Linked DNA regions of Muntiacus reevesi: region 2 is linked to region 1. A link is a contact called in public Hi-C data. All regions are on one chromosome and are shown on one strand. The core of a region is the stretch at or near the end of the contact, and the rest is flanking DNA. Distances in the headings are between cores, read along the strand shown.

What was found. Hi-C and Micro-C count contacts between places; a contact is called where the count stands out from the background.
Region 2: a contact with region 1 is called in a Hi-C map of muscle, with 10 times the contacts expected there. The contact joins the promoter of NBR1 here to the promoter of DHX8 in region 1. A contact is called at or near these places in 2 of 3 Hi-C or Micro-C datasets (blood and muscle).

What each region holds. Positions count from the first base shown.
Region 1 is chr18:19,109,992-19,115,166 of mMunRee1.1, forward strand. It overlaps DHX8 (DEAH-box helicase 8), which reads right to left and starts at 1,771. Exons shown (of 23, transcript XM_065909077.1): 1 at 1,525-1,771. The coding sequence starts at 1,672.
Region 2 is chr18:19,334,314-19,339,073 of mMunRee1.1, forward strand. It overlaps NBR1 (NBR1 autophagy cargo receptor), which reads right to left and starts at 2,467. Exons shown (of 21, transcript XM_065908766.1): 1 at 2,315-2,467. BRCA1 (BRCA1 DNA repair associated) reads left to right here and starts at 3,383. Exons shown (of 23, transcript XM_065908767.1): 1 at 3,383-3,492; 2 at 4,366-4,476. The coding sequence starts at 4,397.

The DNA of each region.
Region 1 (5,175 bases), core at 521-3,020:
CAATTAGCTGTTACATCCTTTTATAATAAATCAGTTAGTAAAATGTGTCTCTGAGTTATGTGAGCTGCTCTAATAAATTAATCAAACCCAAGGAGGGGGTCATTGAAACCTCCAATCTATAGCAGGTGACAACGTGGACTTCCAAGTGGCCTGTGGAGGTGGAGCTGGGGCAGTTTTGGTCCCAAAAACTTTTTGTTTCCTCTAAAAAGGGCCAAGGCATTCGTACTCTGTAGTTTAAAAGAGAGGGAAACAATATAAGCCCACTTGTACTCTACTCTATTCCTAATCCCCCAGCTCAATGAACATTTGCTGAATGAAGGAACATATTACCCAGAGAGACAGCAAACTGACCAGTCTATCACCTCATTATCAAAAAAAGAGTAAACTGAGAAAAAATTACACAAGATAGGCACATCTTCTTGACAGGCAAGAGAAAAGTGAACTAAAATACACAGGTAACCCTGTGAAGAACACAGTATCATCCCTATTTCACAGATAAGAAAAAACAGCTGCAGAGAAACTATGTATCTTACCCTAGATCATACTTCTAACCTCCCTGACCCCTCTTCCTCATGCATGTGTCCCTTTCTTCCATCTCTCCAACTGATGACTTTATCTTCATTTAGAAAACAGAACTGTCAAATGGGAACTCTCTCCCTCATCTCCCTACCACCTACCCCTAAATCCATCTGTATTTAAAATCACATTCTGCCCTCCTTCCGGTTAAAATGAAGCATCCCTGTGCCTATCAAGTCAATTCCTCCACCCATGCCCTAGACCCCATGCATCCCTCTGCCTCCACAAGGATTCCACCTGCCTGCAGCCTGAGCTGTGAGGCCCTAGTCTTCTCCATTTCCTCAGTTTGTATTCTCCGCATGTGCATTTTGTCCCAAGACGTCTAGTGTTTGAGAGACACTACACATTGGTGCTTCAGAGACAGTATAAGCATGAATGGTGACGAGCACAGTTAAAAGTTACAGACTTGGATTTCAAACCAGGCTCACACACATTTGATATGTGACCTTGAAGAGAGCTACTTAATTACTCAGAGCCTTGTTTTCCTAATCTATAAACAGAAAATACTATCACACAGGGTGCTATGAAGAGCAAATAAGCTAAAGTAAAACACTAAGCATAATATCTGGCACGTAGTGAGAACTCAGTAAGTGGCTGCCATGAAAATCAACATCATCATCACCATCATCATCATGTGACTCTACGCTGTTGCTGTTAATGCTGTTTAACTATCTGGGGCTGGGGGACGGGGCGGGGCGGGGCGGGGAGCAGGGGGGCAAAGGGAGAAGCAAGCAGCGACAGCCGCTCCGGGTTTCACTGACGTTCTGGGAAAAGCTTTCTAACAGCTTGGCCTGGAGAATTCTCAAAAGGGGGCCACGGCCGCTGGTGCCCCGGGCCAAGTCTCTGTGACAGACAAACGGACCCACACGCTCGACCCATCAACCCCCTGTCTCCTTCCGCTTTCCTCGAACCCAAACCCAGAGGCCGCACGGACCTCCGCAGACTCACCCAGATCCTTGTCGTTGATACCCAAGTGATTGTCCAGCTCGGTGCAAACCTTTGACACCAAAGACAGGTACTCGAGTTTGGCGAGTTCTTCCGCGGGACCTAGCTCTGTCCCGGGTACGGCTCCCGCCATGGCCACAGCCACCGCCATGGCTACGGCTTCCCCCGGGCCCTCACAGCGGGCCTTCGGAGCTACTCCCACCTGGCCCCCTCACTGCCGGCCCTCCGAGCTACTCCCGCCCCTGCTCCAGTTTCAACTTCCGGGTCGGTGCGCCTCTCTTTTGTTTACGATAAATCGAAAGCTCCAGGAACTTTTCTTGACGTAACCGGATGGATCATAGAGATCAGACAGGAAGTGCTCGAGGAAGGGACAGCTGAATGGGTTACTCAACACGCTTACGGGCGCCCTCTATAGGTCGGCGAGCTTCTTGGCCGGCTTTCAGGCACGAAAACATACACTCTCCACGCTCTTCCGCCCTGTGTCGGCAGAGGGCGACCGTGGCCTGCGAGGGCGAGCAGAGGAGTGGGGCGCCGCCACCTCCTCCCGTCTCCTCCCCCGCCGCCCCCTTCCAAATACCCGCCGCGCCTGCGCTTTAGAAGTCTTGAAAAAAAAACAAAAAAAACACGAACCTGAATTCAACTCTGGAAGAGGCAAGATTGGCTTAACAGGAGACCCCTGTATTCCTGTGGCTTTGCATCTGCTCGGATCTTGACTATTCCAAGCGATTCTGTAACAAGTCAGCAGGCGATGGAGCCTGGTTCTGTCATTAACTCACTTTACAGATGAAGAAACTGATACTCCCACTCCCTAGCTGAGTGACCTTAATCTCTTGGGCCTTAGTTTTCTCATCTGTAAACTTGGATATTACTCTAACTGGGTTTAGGTGATGACCAAATGAGATAACTATACAAGGATCCTGATTCATAAACACAGTACAATGGCAGTTGCTATAATCCTAAAGCTGAGATAGTGGCCCCCATCAAGTCTGTCAAGCATAGATCCCCAAAGTCAGACACCAGAGACCCACCTGACTCCTCTGCTGTGAACACCACTTCTCAACCCCCAGTTTTCCAGACGCTAATACACTCAGTCCTCTCAGAAGTTCCCTCAAGTATCAGTTGCGCTGTGAACCCAAAGTCAGTGAGCTCAGGTCTCCCAGCTTCTGCTTCAGGTCCCCTTTTCCTTTGTGACAACCTATGGTGAGGTGAGGGGCTTCCCAAGTGGCTCAGTGGTAAAGAATCCGCCTGTCAAGTAGGAGACACGGATTCGATCCCTGGGTCTGGGAGATTCCCTGGAGAAGGAAATGGCAACCCTCTCCAGTATTCTTGTCGGGGGAATCCCATGGACAGAGGAGTCTGGGGGGTGACTGTCCATGGCGTCGCTAAGAGTTGGACGCCACTTAGCAACTGAACAGCAGCAGCTGCAACATGGTGAGGTGAGGATTTCCCACACCCCACCGCTCTGCATGGTGAACGAGGAAGCAGGAGGCATCCCCAAGTACCTTTTGATGGCCTTCTCATCAAAGGGGGGGAGTCAGACCCTTTTGCTTTTAGCTTCAGGGTACATTACACTACTACGTCTTTGAAATCTTTTCTTTCATCACCTCACTGTAGTTCTCATCACTTCCAAGAGCTCCATGTCTCCAGGATCGTAAGGATCAGCACTGTACCCTCTGTGTTCTTCCCACTCCCCTTTCTCTTCCTCTGTTCCCACATGAATGGGATGGAAAATCTTGCACCTGATTCAACAAGCTCAACTTGCCAGCTTGGAGCAGGGCTACCTGGGGCTTATTCTACTGAATTCTTTTCTTTGTGCTTCTTTGCCTTTCAAAATATACATATACGTTTATGTTCTGCTTTCCTCCAATATTTAACTGGATGGGGGGAGAAAACATGGAGTTTGTTTTGTTTTAAAAGTTCTGAGGGGAAAAAAAAAGCTATAGAACCATAATATGTAGTACTGGTAACAGTACTATAGGAAAACTACAAAAACTTTTTTAATTTGGGGGGGAATTATTGAACACACATCTCAATAGTAAATAGTAACAAGAAAACATTGATTTTATTTGTATATGCCATTAAGTACAAATTTTCAGAAGTCAAAGTTTCCTATGCGGTACACATAAACCCTGTAATACCAAGGGATGCTTTTTGAAGGCAGAGGAGAACATTAAGTACATAGATACTGATAAATTGTTAGCCCAAACACACAGGCATGTGGAATCTTCCTCTCTCTCCCCATGAAAGACACTGAACCAAATGTAGCATAAAAGTGAGTTCACGGCAGGGAGAGATAAATTGGGAGATTGGAATTGACATGTACACACTACTATATATAAAATAGATAACTAATAAGGGCCTACTATATAGCACAGGGAAAAGAATCTAAAAAACAGTGGGTATATGTATGACTGATTCACTTTGCTGTACATCTGAAACTAACACAACATAGTAAATTAACTGTATTCCAAAAAATATTTTTAAGTGAGTTTATTCTTACAAGGGTATATTGTATAAGACAGAAAATATAACCAATATTTTATAACTATAAATAGACTATAACCTTAAAAAATTATGACTGTGAATCACTATGTTGTACATCTGAAACTTACATAATAATGTACATCAGTTATACCTCAATAAAAAATAAATAATTTTTAAGTGAATTAATTCTGGGAATTCCCTGGCAGTCCAGTGGTTACGACCCCTCGCTTTCAATGCCAAGAGCCTGGGTTCAACCCCTGGTCCAGGAACAAGGATCCCTCAAGCCACACAGTGTGGCCAAAAAACAAAAGTGAATTAATTCACGTTGAATATATTTGGATATATTCTGGATTGTCCTTTGAATATATTTCCAAATATTATACCAGATAAGGACTTCCCTGGCAGTCCAATGGTTAAGACTCTGTGCTTCCACTGCAGGGGGTGTGGGTTCCATTTGGGAAACTAAGATCCCATGTGCTGCAGGGTGCGGCCAAATAAAACAAAAAGAAAGAAATATTATACCAGGTATAATTAATTGCTCATCAGTATTATATTACTTTCCTTGGACAGCCTCCATTTGGCTTCTTAAATACAGCTATTGATGGTTCCCAGTAAATAACCTGCCTTCACAAGACAATATTTAAAATATTGAAACAAAGAGCTTATGCTTAATCACTACCACCACCCATCATGGATAAGAAATGATTTCCCACCCCAACCCAATAGTAACAAGGGCTTTACTTTTATGCCTACTCTCACCACAATTCCCACATTATTTCTGTTTTGTCCCAGAGACTGGTCCCAGCTGCTGGCATTGGGATAAGAAATTGGGGGTTGGGGGAAAGTAGGAAACAGAGAAGAAAGTCTTGAGTTGCTGGGCAATCGTAGTCTGGATGGGGGAGGGCAGAAAGAACATAAGTGTGTGGAGATGATAGATGGCATCCTTGGGGAAGTTGGTGAGAAGAACCACTGGACTTCCTGTCATCAAAACAAAATGGTGTTGCTGCAAGCAAGACAGCCCTGACTTTTTCTGCTGGGACCTTAGGGGAAATGCCTCTGCTCTGGAAGCCAAAATCAGAATGATTTGCTTGGGGCTGCCCTGGTGGCTCAGATGGTAAAAGCATCCACCTGCAACACAGGAGACCTGGGTTCCATCCCTGGGTTGGGAAG
Region 2 (4,760 bases), core at 1,217-3,716, 230 kb after region 1:
TATTGATGATCTAACTATAACCATCAACTCAAAGTTACCCTCATTTCACCTATACTCTTCCATCCCCCCAATATGGATTGACTATAGTCAACTAATGTTTAAAATCTATTAATGGGAAAATTTAAACCTTTACAAAAGAAAAGAGATTAATATACAATGAACGCTGAAAGACCCATCGACTGTCTTCATAATTACCATCAACTCAGGACTAATCTTGTTATAGCAATGCCTTTCCCTACCGGATTATTATTATTGTTTTTATTACTTGGCCACATCATGCCACATGCAGGATCTTAGTTCCCCAAATGGGGATCAAACCTCTGTCCCCTGCAATGGGAGCATGGAGTCTCAACCACTGGACTGCTAGGGAAGTCGTTCTACTGGATTATTTGACAGCCATCATTTTATCCATAAAATAATTGAGGGTTTTACCTCTCAAAGATAAGAATTTTACTTACAAATTGTTAAGATTGTTTTTTATGACTTTACAAAATAGTTTAAATCTAAATATAAGTTGTAATGTAAAAGAACAGCCTTTTCATGTTTCATGTTTTTTTAAAAACATATTCATCAATGAATCCTGACTAAGCACCTACAGATTCAGATTCTGCTCCAGGCACGGACACTGCAGAGGACCAAGATTAAGTCTCAGGAGTTTACAGCGAAGAAGGGAGCGAGCACAGTGGTTTAGAAAAGCTGGATTCCAGACAGTTCTGGCACATTACTAGCCATATAAGTGTGAGCAGGTCATTTAAACTCTGAGCTTCAGTTTCTGAACCTGTAAAATAAGCCTGAGATCTCCATTTTGCTAACCTCACAACACTATCTTAAGGATTAAGTAAAAATGTGTATGCTGGTTCTTTGAAAACAGTACTTAAATATGAAAGTTATTATTATATAAATCAGCCTTTAGAACCTGACATAGTGCTGTTTTCCACAGTATAATGAACTGCCCTGTGAAACAATACAACTGTGAGACTGTCATTAAAAAGGACCTTGAACTGAGAATCAGGGATTTGAGGGGTTTTTTTGTAAATCCAAACACAAACATCTCCCAACTTTTTCCATTCTCTGTCTCTACCTAGAGCCAAGAGCATTATCAAAATAGTTTCTGGCACCAATCCTGCTGACATCCAGTATCTCATTCACACAGAATGCAATTCTTGGGGTCCTTAAAATTTGGACAAAACTCCTGTCAATGCCCCACAATCATGGGCAAAAAAATCGGGGCGACTGACTAATTCACTCTGCCAAAATTCGATCTTCTAAAACACATTCTCAGTTTTCAACTTCTGAGAAACACACTTCCACACTTTTGAGAATCCAAAAGGAAGCTAACCTTCTTCCCTCTTTCTCAAATTACACAACTGGAAACAAGTTTAGATACGTTGGAACACATCCAGCTGGCTGACTAGGGAGGTGAAAACAGAAGTGGGAGATTCTAGTTTAGCTGGACTATAGCCAGGTCTTTATAAAGAGTCGCCTATTTATTTGCCTTGGATGTGAAATTCTTTCAGCAAGAGTATTGTCTTGAACTTGTGACAAAGCTGTGGTTAGTGTCCTCTGTCACTGTAATTAGTCGACTAAGTCGGGTAGCTGGGGCCTAGGCTTCCAGCTTTCATTATTAACTGGATTATATCAAATTCATGTTCCGGCTCACCTTTCCCTGGCACAAGTCAGCTTTTCCTCTAAGTCGATTTTACCAGGATCTCAAACATCCCTTTAACGAAGTTGACCTGGAACCTGAGCTTTGATTACTGTCTCCACCTGAGGCCTATCCTGGAGTTAAAATGTGTGACCTGAAAGCTGTGTGTTCAATAAAAAGGAAAAACGGGGCCCTTTCAATACCAGAGGTCCCTGAACAAGACGACTTCCTTACGAGGTTCCCCAAAAGTGGGATGAGGGGGAGTGAGGAGGCTGTGTGGGCAATGTCATCTTTTTTTTTTTTCCTTGCAGACTTCATCCTAGTCTTCCAGTTATCGTTTCCTAGCACTCCTTGTCCCCAGGAGTGTGTCACCACCCCCTGAGAACTCTCTCGTTTCCTTTGCCCAGGCCTTTTTTGTCCTGGGGAGTATTGGGGTCCTTCACCAGAAGCTAGGCGTTCTGCACCACGGACCCTCCGTCCCTCCTGTGGTATCCGCCCCCTCGGCCCCTCAGAACACGAACGGATCTCCCATCAGGTCACTGAAAGATCGGTTGTCCAAGTCACGGAAGAAGTCGCCCTTCTCCTTTGGAGGCTTCCTCCCGTAAACTTCCCCAAGTCCTCTCGGTGAGACGTGACACCACCCCTAGGTAACCGCAGTTGTTTCCTTACCAGCTTCCCGCCCCCGGGGGGCGCCTGCCGGAGGCCAATGCAAGAACCGTTCGCTGCCAGCTCTGCTGCTATTCCTGCTGGGTGAATCTAACATGGCGGACAGAGACAGGGCCTAGTCCCCAGGTTATCTGAGTTTTCGACAAGATGATTGGTTCTTACCAAGTGTCCCTCAAAACTACAGCCCCACTGATTGGTCGAAAATAAGTTGGCGGGGGCGGGGCAGGAGGAGCTTGACCCTCACAACAATAACAAACACGGGGCAAAGGGGCGGAACTGCGAGTGCGCAGCCGTGGGCCGGGACCCCGGATGATTTCCCCTTCCCAGGTAAAAAAACGCGCCCGTTGCATTTCTTTAGGTCACCGACCTTAGAGGACGACTCGCGGGGCTGGATGGGGACTGTAGTCTTACTAGGACTTGTAGGTTCTTTAGCCTATTATCCACTCTCGACATACGAAAACATAACACTCCAATCCATATCTGTTGACATGCATAAGCGCTCTGGAGCTCTTCAGTTTATCAGCTGAGTTGTCGTTAGACTCGTGTCTGCCTCCCGTATCGGAAGTTCCTCTCCATAAGACTACAGTTTCCAAGGAACACTGTGGCCAAGGCCTTTCGATCCGCAATGCATGCTGGATATCGTAGTTTTTCCCTTACAACCCTATTATTTACCTAAACTTGAAACTCCCATTGCGGCGGAAAGGGTGAGGGTGCTGGGCCTCTTCCTGCGACTGTTTTAGGCACTATCATGAGCTCCTATTCGGGATCCAGGGAGCGATCTCGACGTTAGTACGGCAATCACTGTGACGTAATAACCCTCAACTGGAAGCGTTGAAGTGAGAGGGAGGGCGCCTATTAGAAAAACTCCGGGAGAACTTGGTCTCTTCCGTCTCTTTCTAATTACGTAAAGAGGGAAAAAATGGATGACCAATCGGGAGCCCCTGAGAGACTCAGCACTTTCTGCTCCGCCCTTCGGTTACGTGTCCGGTTCTCGCGTTCTGAGAGGCTCTTGCTCGCGGCAGCAGCCGGTTTCCGTGGCAACAATAAAGCGCGGGAATTACGGATTAGTTGAAACTGCGACTGCGCGGTGTGAGCTCTCCGAACCGAGGACTGTCCCGGGGCTTTTTCAGAGAAGTGGGCCTTGGGTCCAGGAAACCCGGATCTCTTGTTCTGGGTGAAAGGTGAGAGAACCGTGGGGAAGGGAGAGCGGCCCGTGGGGTGTTCTGGGGCAGTAAACAGGTGTGGGGAGAGCCGGGGAGAGGTGACTCCTGAAGGCGAGCAAGACGGATGTTATCGGGTGGGGGGCGGGCGGAAGGTGGAACCTGAGAAGCCTAAGACGTTGAATCTGTGGAAGTCGTGGGGAGAGGGGCTGTTTGTGTGTCACGGGATCTGGGGGAGTTGCAGATGATAAGGGCGGGGGCAGGGTGTGTCCTTGGGGGAATCCTGATGGGTCCTGAGGGGGACAAGATGGTATAAAAAGACGAGCTGGTATATTTGAGAAAGGGACCCTGAGGGAAAACGGGGGCAGGAATGTATCTGGGAAGAGGAGGAGAAAGGACTTTGTACGAGGCAGAGCCCTTAAGAGCTGGATACTTGTGAGCTTCTGTGAAGGGGCCAGAAGGGAGTAGAGGGAGGAACCTCCGTAGGCCCAGGTGCTGCTGGTACCGATGTGCCTGAGGAGAATCCTGAGTATAGGCCAGTGGGAAAATCTGGGGAAGGACAGGGATTGGAGCGTTGGTTGGTGTTGATTTTATTTTAAGGGCGAGAAAGAAAACAACTGTGATGATTGAAGAATTAGGAGGGTACCACCACTCACCCCACTGTATCATCCCACTGTGGCTTTCCCTTTCTTGGAGAACGAAAAAAATCAAAAGGAAATGGTTGGAGGCTAGATGGGCACAAACAGAATTGAAATGGTCTTAATTACACAAAACGTTTAGAATTTTTTTAAAAATAAGGCTTTGGTCATTGGTTCTATGGTCTGATTCTAAAGCATTCCAATCTTAAATATCACTTAATGAAACTAAACTGCTGTTTATATAACCCTTTTAAAGTGATTTATGTAGTTCATTGGAACAGGAAGAAATGGATTTATCTGTGGATCATGTTGAGGAAGTACAAAATGTCCTTAATGCTATGCAGAAAATCTTAGAGTGTCCAATATGGTAAGTTGAAAGTTTATTAATTTGAAATTCTTGTATATCCACTATATCCTATGCAAATGAATTGACCTTAAGATGGTAAGGAGAAAAAAAATTGTTGTCTGTTAAGGTTAAGCTATTAAAGTTGCTGCTTTTCTTAGCTGAAGACCTTTAAGAATATAGGAAATTTCTCCATTTTCTCCACTTGCGCTCTCCCTTTCCCTTTTTTTCTGTCACCTCAGCACACACTTGAATGTCCACAAATTGTCTTGACTGGTTCTATCAATGTAGAACCAGGAATCTGGTTT